2 separate regions of the Ovis aries genome follow, and region 1 is linked to region 2. The links are chromatin contacts, called in public Hi-C maps. All regions are on one chromosome and are shown on one strand. Each heading gives the region's core, a stretch centred on a gene start, on an enhancer-like site or on the middle of the called end of the contact. The rest is flanking DNA. Distances are from core to core; before and after follow the strand shown. Region 1 holds the start of HTR6 (5-hydroxytryptamine receptor 6). Region 2 holds the start of OTUD3 (OTU deubiquitinase 3).

The links. Hi-C and Micro-C count contacts between places; a contact is called where the count stands out from the background.
Region 1: a Hi-C map of hypothalamus shows a contact between it and region 2, with 3 times the contacts expected there. The contact joins the promoter of HTR6 here to the promoter of OTUD3 in region 2. A contact is called at or near these places in 4 of 16 Hi-C or Micro-C datasets (hypothalamus, liver, skin fibroblasts and 1 more).

What each region holds. Positions count from the first base shown.
Region 1 is chr2:246,730,712-246,735,928 of ARS-UI_Ramb_v3.0, forward strand. HTR6 (5-hydroxytryptamine receptor 6) reads right to left here and starts at 2,124. Exons shown (of 3, transcript XM_012157423.5): 1 at 1,411-2,124. The coding sequence starts at 2,124.
Region 2 is chr2:246,528,509-246,533,351 of ARS-UI_Ramb_v3.0, forward strand. OTUD3 (OTU deubiquitinase 3) reads right to left here and starts at 1,513. Exons shown (of 7, transcript XM_060411484.1): 1 at 1,150-1,513. The coding sequence starts at 1,370.

The sequences.
Region 1 (5,217 bases), core at 874-3,373, 200 kb after region 2:
ATGTCAGCCTCTCAGCTCCGTCTATCCAGTAACCCCCACCCCCCAAGGGACCTGCCACCCTGCAGACACCTCCCACACCTGAGGCCACGCCTGGAGGACACTGGAGAGCCCCGCTGGGACCTTCCTGGGGGCCCGTGGTCTAATTCTGTGGGGCTCGGGCCTGGCGGTCTGAACACCCAGCCCTGGGCAGAGAGGTGCTAGGACTCAGGCGCTGTGCAACCCACTCCGCTCTAGACACTGCAGGGCCTGCAGCTAAGAGCACCCACCCCATTCACAAGGAGTCAGGGGACACTTCCTAGGTAGGGTGGAGCTCGAAGCCCACCCAGAGAAGCCAGCCCTTGTGGGAGCTTACACACCAGTAAGGGAGACAGACAATGAACAAACCAACAAGCTGGGAGTCAAGACGGAGAATAACAGGGTAGCGGACGGCGGGGCGGTCTGCAGACGGGGTGGTCAGGCTGGGCCCCTGGGAAGGAGTAACCTGTGAATGAAAGAGTCAGCCAAGGACGGCCCCAGGGGAAGAACATCCCAGACGGCACAGCCGGTGCAAAGACTTGGGCACACCTCTGGCGCCTTCTGGGAGTGTCAGAAGGACATGCAGGGCTGGTGCAGAGAAGTGGGGAGTGGGTAGGGGAGGGAGTGCAGCTGGAGAGGCTGGCAGGACCAGGTCCCAGGCCAGATCCTGGCCCGGGTCTCCTCTCCATCTTGAGAGCCAGAGGGAGCCGCTGAAGGGTTTGGAGCCAAAGAGTGAGGGGACTGCCCTTTTGTTTCTCTTTGTGCAGAAAATGGACAGGAGTGGGTCTGGGATGGAGGCAGCGGGAGACTATCAAAGGCTCCCAGGTACGGGACTTCCCCGGTGGTTGGGTGGTTAAGAATCCGGCTTCCAATGCAGAAGACACAGGTTCAGCCCCTGGTTGGGGAAAGAAGATCTCATGTGCTCTGGGGCAACTAAGCCCCAGTGCTCCTGAGCACCTCATTGAAGACCCAGCACAGGAAGAAAAGAAAAAGGCTCCAAAGTAAGAAGCAACGGTGGCTTGGATCAGGAGATCAGGAAGGTGCCCTCGGGAATGACACAGGTATCGAGGAGCTTGTGAATGCATCCCATGAGCATGAGAGGGAAAGTGTTCCCAAGCTTCTGGGCCACGATGCCATGATGGTGCCACTGGCCGTGACGGGGAAGATGGGTGAGGAGCAAGTGGAGAGAGCTGGGCCCGCCTGAATGCCCTGTTGCACATGTTACCCTTGAGAAACGTGCCCACGCCCTGGCGGGTCCTGTGGACAGCTGGGCATTGCGTCTAGCGTTCAGAAGGAAGGTGGGCGCTGGGATTGACCACTTGGAAGTGCCAGCAACGACTGCTCATTCCTCCCCGGCCCCCACGCCCGGGTCTCCCTGCGCGTCCTGCCCCGTACCTGCAGCGTCTCCAAGGCCTGGCCGGCAGCGCCGGTGGAGAGGGACGCCACCTGGACGGCCTGCTTGCGGGCGGCCAGCAAGATCCTGCTGTAGGTGAAGCAGATGGCGCCCGAGGGCAGGAAGAAGGTGAGGCCCGACGCCACGAGGACGAAGGGCAGGCTGGCCAGCAAGCGGCACTGACCCGGCGCGGATGCCAGCGCGCGGCCCGGCTCGTGCCAGCCCAGCAGCAGGGGCAGGAAAGAGGCGAGCGCGGCCAGGCTCCAGGCGCCGAGGACCAGCGCCAGGGCGCGCGCGGGCGTCATGCGCAGCTTGTAGCGCAGCGGCGAGAGGATGAGCAGGTAGCGGTCCAGGCTGATCAGGCAGAGGTTGAGGATGGAGGCGCTGCAGCACATCACGTCGAAGGCGGCCCAGAGCAGGCAGAGGCCCCGCGCCAGCACCCAGCGGCCGTACAGCACGTTCAGCATGGCCGGCGGCATCACCACCAGCCCCACCATCAGGTCCGACGTGAAGAGCGACACCAGGAAAAAGTTGGAGGTGTTGCGCAGCGCGGGCTGCGCGCAGATGAGCGCGATGAGCAGCGCGTTGGCCGCTGCCGTCAGCGCGATGACCACGCACAGCGCGGCGGCCACCCAGCCGCTGCCCCCGGGGGCCCGCGGCGGCCCCGAGCCCCAGTCCGGGGTGCTGTGATTGGCGGGGCCTTGCTCTGGGACCATGCGGGCGGAGGGCGAGGACGTGAGGCCCCAGAGCGGTCCGGAGGAGGAGGCGGGGTGGGCGTGGAGGCTGGCTGCTGGGAAGGCGGGGATGGGCAGGGGACCTTCTGGGTCAAGGGTCAGCACCCGGAGGGGGATGGAGAGGGGATTTGGGGGCGTCCTTGGGTGGGATGCAGAAACACCTGGGGCAAACACCTGGGTAGGAAGTTTGGGAGGGGGCACCTGAGGAGCAGGGTCCTCTAGCAGGAGCGAGTGGCAAGTCAGGAGGACGGGAACGCGGACTCGGGGCGTTTGGCCGGGTGGGCACAGAGGCCCTCGGAGGGGCGGGCGGCAAGATGGGTCGAGGGCAGGGACCCGGGGAGCCCGGGGCCGCTGGGCGCTCTCCAGGCCGGGGCAAGCCCCTCTCGGCGAGTGGACATAGAGAGGTGCCAAGGAGGACCCGGGGTGCTGGGGGTCGCAGGGTGGGAGCCCCACGGGCCAAAGCCAAGCCCCCGGCGGGGAGCGCAGGTCTCGGACCCAGCGCAGAGGCACCCCGGGCTCGGGCGGACGCGGTCCCCGCGGCGAGCTGGAGGACGCCGGCCGGCCCGCCGGGAGAGAAGGACCCCCTCCCCACCCGGCCGCGGGTCTCCGGCCCCGCTCCCGCCGGGGCTCGGTACCTGGAGCGCTGCTCCGCCGGCGGCGACTGCGGCACGAGCCGCGGGCCCGGGAGAGGCAGCGGCGGCCGCGGGTCGGGCTGGCGCCCAGGGGCCGGGAGACGCCGAGAGGGCCCGGCGCGCGCGGAGGCGCGGGGGCTGCTTCCAGGAGCGCGCGGTCCCGGCGCCGCGGAGCCTGCGTCCCGCCCCGCGGTGGGCGGGCAGAGCCGAGCTCTGGCCCCGCAGGCGGGCGGGGTCCCCGGCACCCCTGTGCCTGCAGAGCGATGATCCGAGAGCCGGGCCATGTCAGATCGCCTCCCAGCTCTAGGGCCTCTACCCGGCCCCCGCCACGCCTGCCCCTCCCCACTCACACTTGGCGCAGGAGGAACTCAGAGAAGGGGCCTGCGGGCCACCTTCATCCAGGACTGCTTCCAAGAGGGGGCTGCCCACGCGCTACCAGGGCGAGCCGGTTGGGAGATATCGGGCAGAGCGCTTGACATATGTGTACATATATGTTACGATATGTTGTTGTTTAGTCGCTAAGTCATTTCCCGACTCCCGCAGCCCCATGGACTGTAGCCCGCCAGCCTCCTCTGTCCATAGGATTTCCTAGGCAAGAACACTGGAGTGGACTGCCATTTCCTTCTCCAAGGGATCTTCCCCACCCAGGGATGGAACCTGCATCTCCTGCACTGATAGGCAGGTTCTTTACCAATGACCCACCTGGGGAGCCCTATATAATATATAATTGGTTGCGCTTCCTTCAAACCTTTAATTTAAATAGATGGTTCCTTCCCAGCAGAAACCATCCTGTCCCCCCCGACAGTGCCAGGCACTAAGGGTGAAGGATCAAGCTGTTGGCACTCTCAGTCTCCCGGAGATTGGGAACAGGGAACCCCCAGGCCAGGTGGGGTGGAGTCACCGCAGGTAGACAGGCCTGGCACACCTTGTGTATCCCTGCCCCCTCCCGCCCCTCACAACCGGAACTAAGAGTCTCTACTGGACACATCACAGGTTAATATCATGGATTCAGTCAGTCAGTTCAGTTGCTCTGTCGTGTCCGACTCTTTACGACCCCATGGACTGCAGCACGCCAGGCCTCCCTGTCCATCACCAACTCCCAGAGCTTACTCAAACTCATGTCCATTGAGTCGGTAATGCCATCTCATCCTCTGTCGTCCCCTTCTCCTCCTGCCCCCAATCCCTCCCAGCATCAAGGTCTTTTCCAATGAATCAGTTCTTCGCATCAGGTGGCCAAAGTATTGGAGTTTCAGCTTCAGCATCAGTCCTTCCAATGAACACCCAGGACTGATCTCCCTTAGGATAAACTGGTTGGATCTCCTTGCAGTCCAAGAGTCCTCTCAAGAGTCTTCTCCAACACCACAGTTCAAAACCATCAATTCTTTGGCGCTCAGCCTTCTTTATAGTCCAACTCTCACATCCATACATGACTACTGGAGAAACCATAGCCTTGACTAGACGGACCTTTGTGGGCAAAGTAACATCTCTGCTTTTTATTGTGTTCTATCGTTTTCCTCTATTTCTTTGTGTTGATCACTGAGGAAGGCTTTCTTAGCTCTCCTTGCCATTCTTTGGAACTCTGCATTCAGATGAGTATATCTTTCTCTTTCCTCCCTTGCCTTTAGCTTCTCTTCTTTTCTCAGCTATTTGTAAGGCCCCCTTAGACAGCCATTTTTCCTTTTTGCATCTCTTTTTCTTGGGGATAGTCTTGATCGTGGATTCAACAAACATTTATAAGGAGCACCTACTAGGTGTCAGACACTGTTCCATCCAATTGGGACACTACAGAAACCAAAGCAAAGATCCAACTTCATAGACTTTACTAAGCATATAAAAAACGTTTAAAGTGGGCATAGGGTGAAAACTGTGTGTGTGGTCAGTCATGGCCGACTCTTTGTGACCCTATGCACTGTAGCTCGCCAGGCTCCTCTGTCCATGGGATTCTCCAGGGAAGAATATTGGACTGGGTTGCCATTTCCTCCTCCAAGGGGTCTTCACAACTAGGATCAAACCCATGTCTCCTGCATCTCCCACATTATAAGGTAGATTCTTTACCACTGAGCCACCTAGGAAACCCAGAATGATAACTGCTACAGAAAAAAAGGAAATGGGGAAGAATGTAAAGAAAATCTCAGGTGGCTGGGGTCTTTTTCCTTCCACAGAAACAGGAAAATAATGCCTCCTGCCATGTTCCAGGGGCTTTATTTTATTATTCCTACCCACAGACCAGTGCTAGGAGGTAACTGTTAAACTGGGCTAGGAAAGGCCAAAGGCCTCTCTCAAGGTCACCAGAAACAAGAGATCAAGTGGAACTGAAACTCAGGTCTGCCCAACACCCAGAGAAACTTCAAGACCCTAGATACCCTGCCCCGAGTTGCTGTGTGGCACCCAGAGTCCCATCCCTGCCCACAGCCGGGTCCATGTGGCAAAGGGAAGCTTGCCT
Region 2 (4,843 bases), core at 263-2,762:
GTCTTGGCTTAAAGTCACCTTTTTTGGGGGGGGGCGACTGGCTCCATCTCATTCCCTCAGGTCTTGGCTTAAAGTCACCTTTTTTTTGGGGGGGGCGGCTCCATCTCATCCCCTCAGGTCTCGGCTTAAAGTCACCTTTTTTTTGCTGGGGGGGGGCGGCTCCATTTCATTCCCTCAGGTCTTGGCTTAAAGTCACCTTTTTGGGGGGAGGCCGGCTCCATCTCATCCCCTCAGGTCTTGGCTTAAAGTCACCTTTTTGGGGGGGGGGGGCGGCCGGCTCCATCTCATCCCCTCAGGTCTTGGCTTAAAGTCACCTTTTTGGGGGGCGGGGGGCGACTGGCTCCATCTCATTCCCTCAGGTCTTGGCTTAAAGTCACTTTTTTGGGGGGGGCGGGACTGGCTCCATCTCATCCCCTCAGGTCTTGGCTTAAAGTCACCTTTTTTTGGGGGGGGGCGGGACTGGCTCCATCTCATCCCCTCAGGTCTTGGCTTAAAGTCACCTTTTTTGGGGGGGGGCGACTGGCTCCATCTCATCCCCTCAGGTCTTGGCTTAAAGTCACCTTTTTGGGGGGGGGGCGACTGGCTCCATCTCATCCCCTCAGGTCTTGGCTTAAAGTCACCTTTTTTTTGGGGGGGGCGGCTCCATCTCATCCCCTCAGGTCTCGGCTTAAAGTCACCTTTTTTTTGCTGGGGGGGGGCGGCTCCATTTCATTCCCTCAGGTCTTGGCTTAAAGTCACCTTTTTGGGGGGAGGCCGGCTCCATCTCATCCCCTCAGGTCTTGGCTTAAAGTCACCTTTTTTGGGGGGGGGCGGGACTGGCTCCATCTCATCCCCTCAGGTCTTGGCTTAAAGTCACCTTTTTTTGGGGGGGGCCCGACTGGCCCCGTCTCATCCCCTCAGGTCTCGGCTTGAGAGTCACCCTATTTTTGCCCGGGGAGGAGGTGCTTCCGGGGCACCGATCTCGGGGAGACCTTCTGTCGGGACCCCCGACAGTTCGCCAGCACGAGGGCCACGGGGGAGGCCGCGCGCGTCTCGAGGGGGGGCGCCGGCGGCTCGCGGCCCCGCGCTCCGCCGGCGCAGGGAGACGGCCGCCAAGCCCCGGCGCGAACCGCGGCGCCGCCCGCCCCCGCGCTCCCGGGCGCGCCTCACCCGTCCCCCGGCACCTCCCGCAGCTTCAGCCCCAGGGCCTGCAGCTGGTTGGCGAAGCTGACGAACTCCTCCTCGCAGCCCCCGCCGCCGCCGGACTCCGGCCGGTTCCGCCGCTCCCTGGCCAGGGCCCGGCGCGCCGCCCGCTCGTCCCGCTTGCGCTCGGCCTCGGCTTTGCGGCTGCCGCTGCCCGGCCGGCCCTTGGCGGCCTGCTTCCGGGACATGGCCTCGGCCCCCGCGGCCCGCAGCCGCAGGAGGAAGAGCCGCAGGACCGCCCGGGCGGCCGCCTCAGGGGCCGAAGGAGGCGAAGCGGCGCGGGCTACGGAGCCCGGCGACGGCGACGCGACCACCGCGCCTGCGCCGGCCTGAGGGCGGGCGGCGGGGGGGCGGGGGGAGGGGCGCCTCGGTCACGTGGCGGGACCCCGCCCCCCTCGGCCTGGCCGGGCTGACGAGCGCCACAGAGAGCTCGTCGGGGAGAGCTAGAGGGGCAGCCGTGTCGTTTGCGCCGCTCCTCCCCCTAGCGGTGAGCGGTCCTGCCAACTGCGGCGCCGCTAGGACCGGAGGGAACAGAACAGGGAAAGATTCCAAAGCCGCTGAGGAGTTGCTCAGCCGTGTCCTACTCTTCGCGACTTCATGGACTGTAGTCTACCCGGCTCCTCCGTCCGTGGGATTCTCCAGGCAAGAGTACTGGAGTGGGTTGCCATTCCTTTCTCCAGGGGGATCTTCCCAACCCAGAGAGGGAACCTGGTTCTCCCACATTGCAGGCTGATTCTTTACTATCTTAAAGCTGAATGCCGAAAAATTGATGCTTTTGAGCTGTGGTGTTGGAGAAGACTCTTGAGAGTCCCGTGGACTGCAAGGAGATCCAACCAGTCCATCCTAAAGGAGATCAGTCCTGGGTGTTCATTGAAAGGGCTGATGTTGAAGCTGAACTCCAATACTTTGGCCACCTGATGGGAAAAACTGACTCATTTGAAAAGACGCTGATGCTGGGAAAGATCGAAGGAGGGAGGAGAAGGGGACTACAGAGGATGAGATGGTTGGATGGCATCACCGACTCAATGGACATGAGTTTGCCTAAACTCTGGGATTTGGTGATGGACAAGGAGGCCTGGCGTGCTGCAGTCCATGGGGTCCCAAAGAGTTGGACACGACTGAGCGACTGAACTCTTTGCTATCTGAGCCACCAGGGAAGCCTGATGGCTCAGCCCACACCCTTTATTTAATCCTGCCCTTCTCTCCTTCTCTGCCTTCTCTCATAACTCAGAGAGAAGTAGCCCTTGTCCAGAACCACTAGCTCCTCTAATAATCTGGATTCCACCCTAACACCACCAACCTAGGTTTGCCTGAACCAAGGGTTTTCATTGGACACAGGACTTTCGATTTTAAAACGGGGACAGCACCAGGCAAACCAAAGTAGCTGGGTAATCCTAATCCACATCTGCTGCTGCTGCTGCTGCTGCTGCTGCTGCTGCTGCTGCTGCTGCTGCTGCTGCTAAGTCGCTTCAGTCGTGTCCGACTCTGTGCAACCCCATAGACAGCAGCCCACCAGGCTCCCCCATCCCTGGGATTCTCCAGGCAAGAACACTGGAGTGGGTTGCCATTTCCTTCTCCAATGCATGAAAGTGAAAAGTGAAAGTGAAGTCACTCAGTCATGTCCAACTCTTAGTGACACCATAGACTACAGCCTACCAGGCTCCTCCATCCATGGGATTTTCCAAGCTCCCCTAAAAGCTAATTCCATCAGTAATCACCTCTCCCCTGCAGAACCTCTCTTCTGCCTCATTCTGGGCCCTCTTTCTTAACACTCTCTCCCCCCTGCAGAACCCCTCTTCTGCCTCGTTCCGGGCTCTCTTTCTTAACGCTGTCTCTTCCCACAGGTGTTGCCATGGTGTTGCCTACCTCTTGACCCTCCAAACAGCCTCTTTCACCATTTCTGGAAATGTTCCTAAAGTTTCTGGCCTTAATCATTTTATTTTCGCACTCTGCCTACAAGTTCCCCTTTGGGAATAGCCTCCGTTTCCTCAGTTTCAACTAGCGTATTTATCTTCAGCTCTTGTGTTAGATGCAGGTATAGCAATGAATCAAAGAGGCGCGGCTGTTGTCCTCAAGGAGCCCAGATTCCAGTGAGATATATAGGCAAGGATACAGCAGTTTCCATGCTGCATGACATATGTTATCAAGAGTGCAAAAAGTGGAGTGAAAAATGCAAAAAGTTTTCCCAGAAGAGCTGCGTTCTGGGCTGAAGCTCAGAGGATCAGTAGGACTTGGCCAGACTAAGACGGTTAAAAGAGAGAGGATTGTGTGTCCAACACCAGAGCTCTATTTTGAGGAACTGAGGGAAGTTCAGTTTGACCAAGGAGCCCAGAACTTGAGTTATGAGATAGGAAATGAAAGGAAGGGTCCGTTCTGAGCCCAGTCTTGCAGGCTAGAGGAAAGGGTTTAGTCCAAGACCTTAGAGCCGTGGGGAGACGCTGAAGCATCTTCATCCAGAACTGACATGAGTGGGCTTACCTTTAAAATACATCTTTGGCTTTAGTTAGGAGAATGTGTTGAAGGTAGGATGCCAGGCAGAAAGTTCCTGTGGCTGCGCAAAGACAGGTGGTGGTGATGCGATGCTGAGCCTGGGATGGAGAGAAAGAGGAGTGGTAGCCTGGGAAGACGGATTCACGTGCTGGGAAAAGCTCGTGAAACAGAGTGGGACTGAACTGTTGCGGAATGTTTCACATGCTTCTCTGAAGTTCCTGAAATTGCTCCTCTACGGATCCCCCTTTCATTCTCAGAGAGAACGTGAATTATGCCTGGCCCTGTCTTTAATTGCAACAGACATTCCAAGGCCTGCAGCAACCCCTCTGCTTACATTTAGTTAAGTTGGGAGGCAGTGCTAGGAGTTGGAAACCCCTGGACAGGATGGTAGAGACCCAGATTGTGGTCCAAGTCTATCACTGACTCACTCCATGATCGTGGGTGAGTTGCTTAACATTTTCCTCACCTATAAAATGGGAGTAACAGTGAAGACCACATACAATCATAATGATAGTAATGATAAACTTTTATAGTGTTTACCATATATAAGGCATTATTCTATTGCTTTCCAAATAGTACCTTATTTAATCATTACAACAACCCAGTGAAATGTGGGGGGGGTTTTTTGAAACTGGACTTTTTTAAAAAATTGTATTGGAGTATAGCTAATTTCACACACTAGCAAACTAATGCTCAAAATTCTCCAAGCTAGGCTTCAACAGTACATGAACCAAGAACTCCCAGATGTTCAAGCTGGATTTAGGAAAAGCAGAGGAACCAGAGATCCAATTGCCAACATCCGCTGAATCACAGAAAAAGCAAAAGAATTCCAGAAAAACATCTACTTCTGCTTCATTGATTACACTAAAGTCTTTGACTGTGTGGATCACAGCAAACTGTGGAAAATTCATCAAGAGATGGGAATACCAGACCGCCTGACCTGCCTCCTGAGAAATCTGTATGCAGGTCAAGAAGCAACAGTTAGAGCCGGACGTGGAACAACAGACTGGTTCCAAATTGAGAAAGCAGTACATACACCAATATTCATTGGAAGGTCTGATGCTGAAGCTGAAAAAGCAATACTTTGGCCACCTGATGCGAAGAACTGACTCACTGGAAAAGACCCCGATGCTGGGCAAGACTGCAGGCAGGAAGAGTAAGGGACGACAGA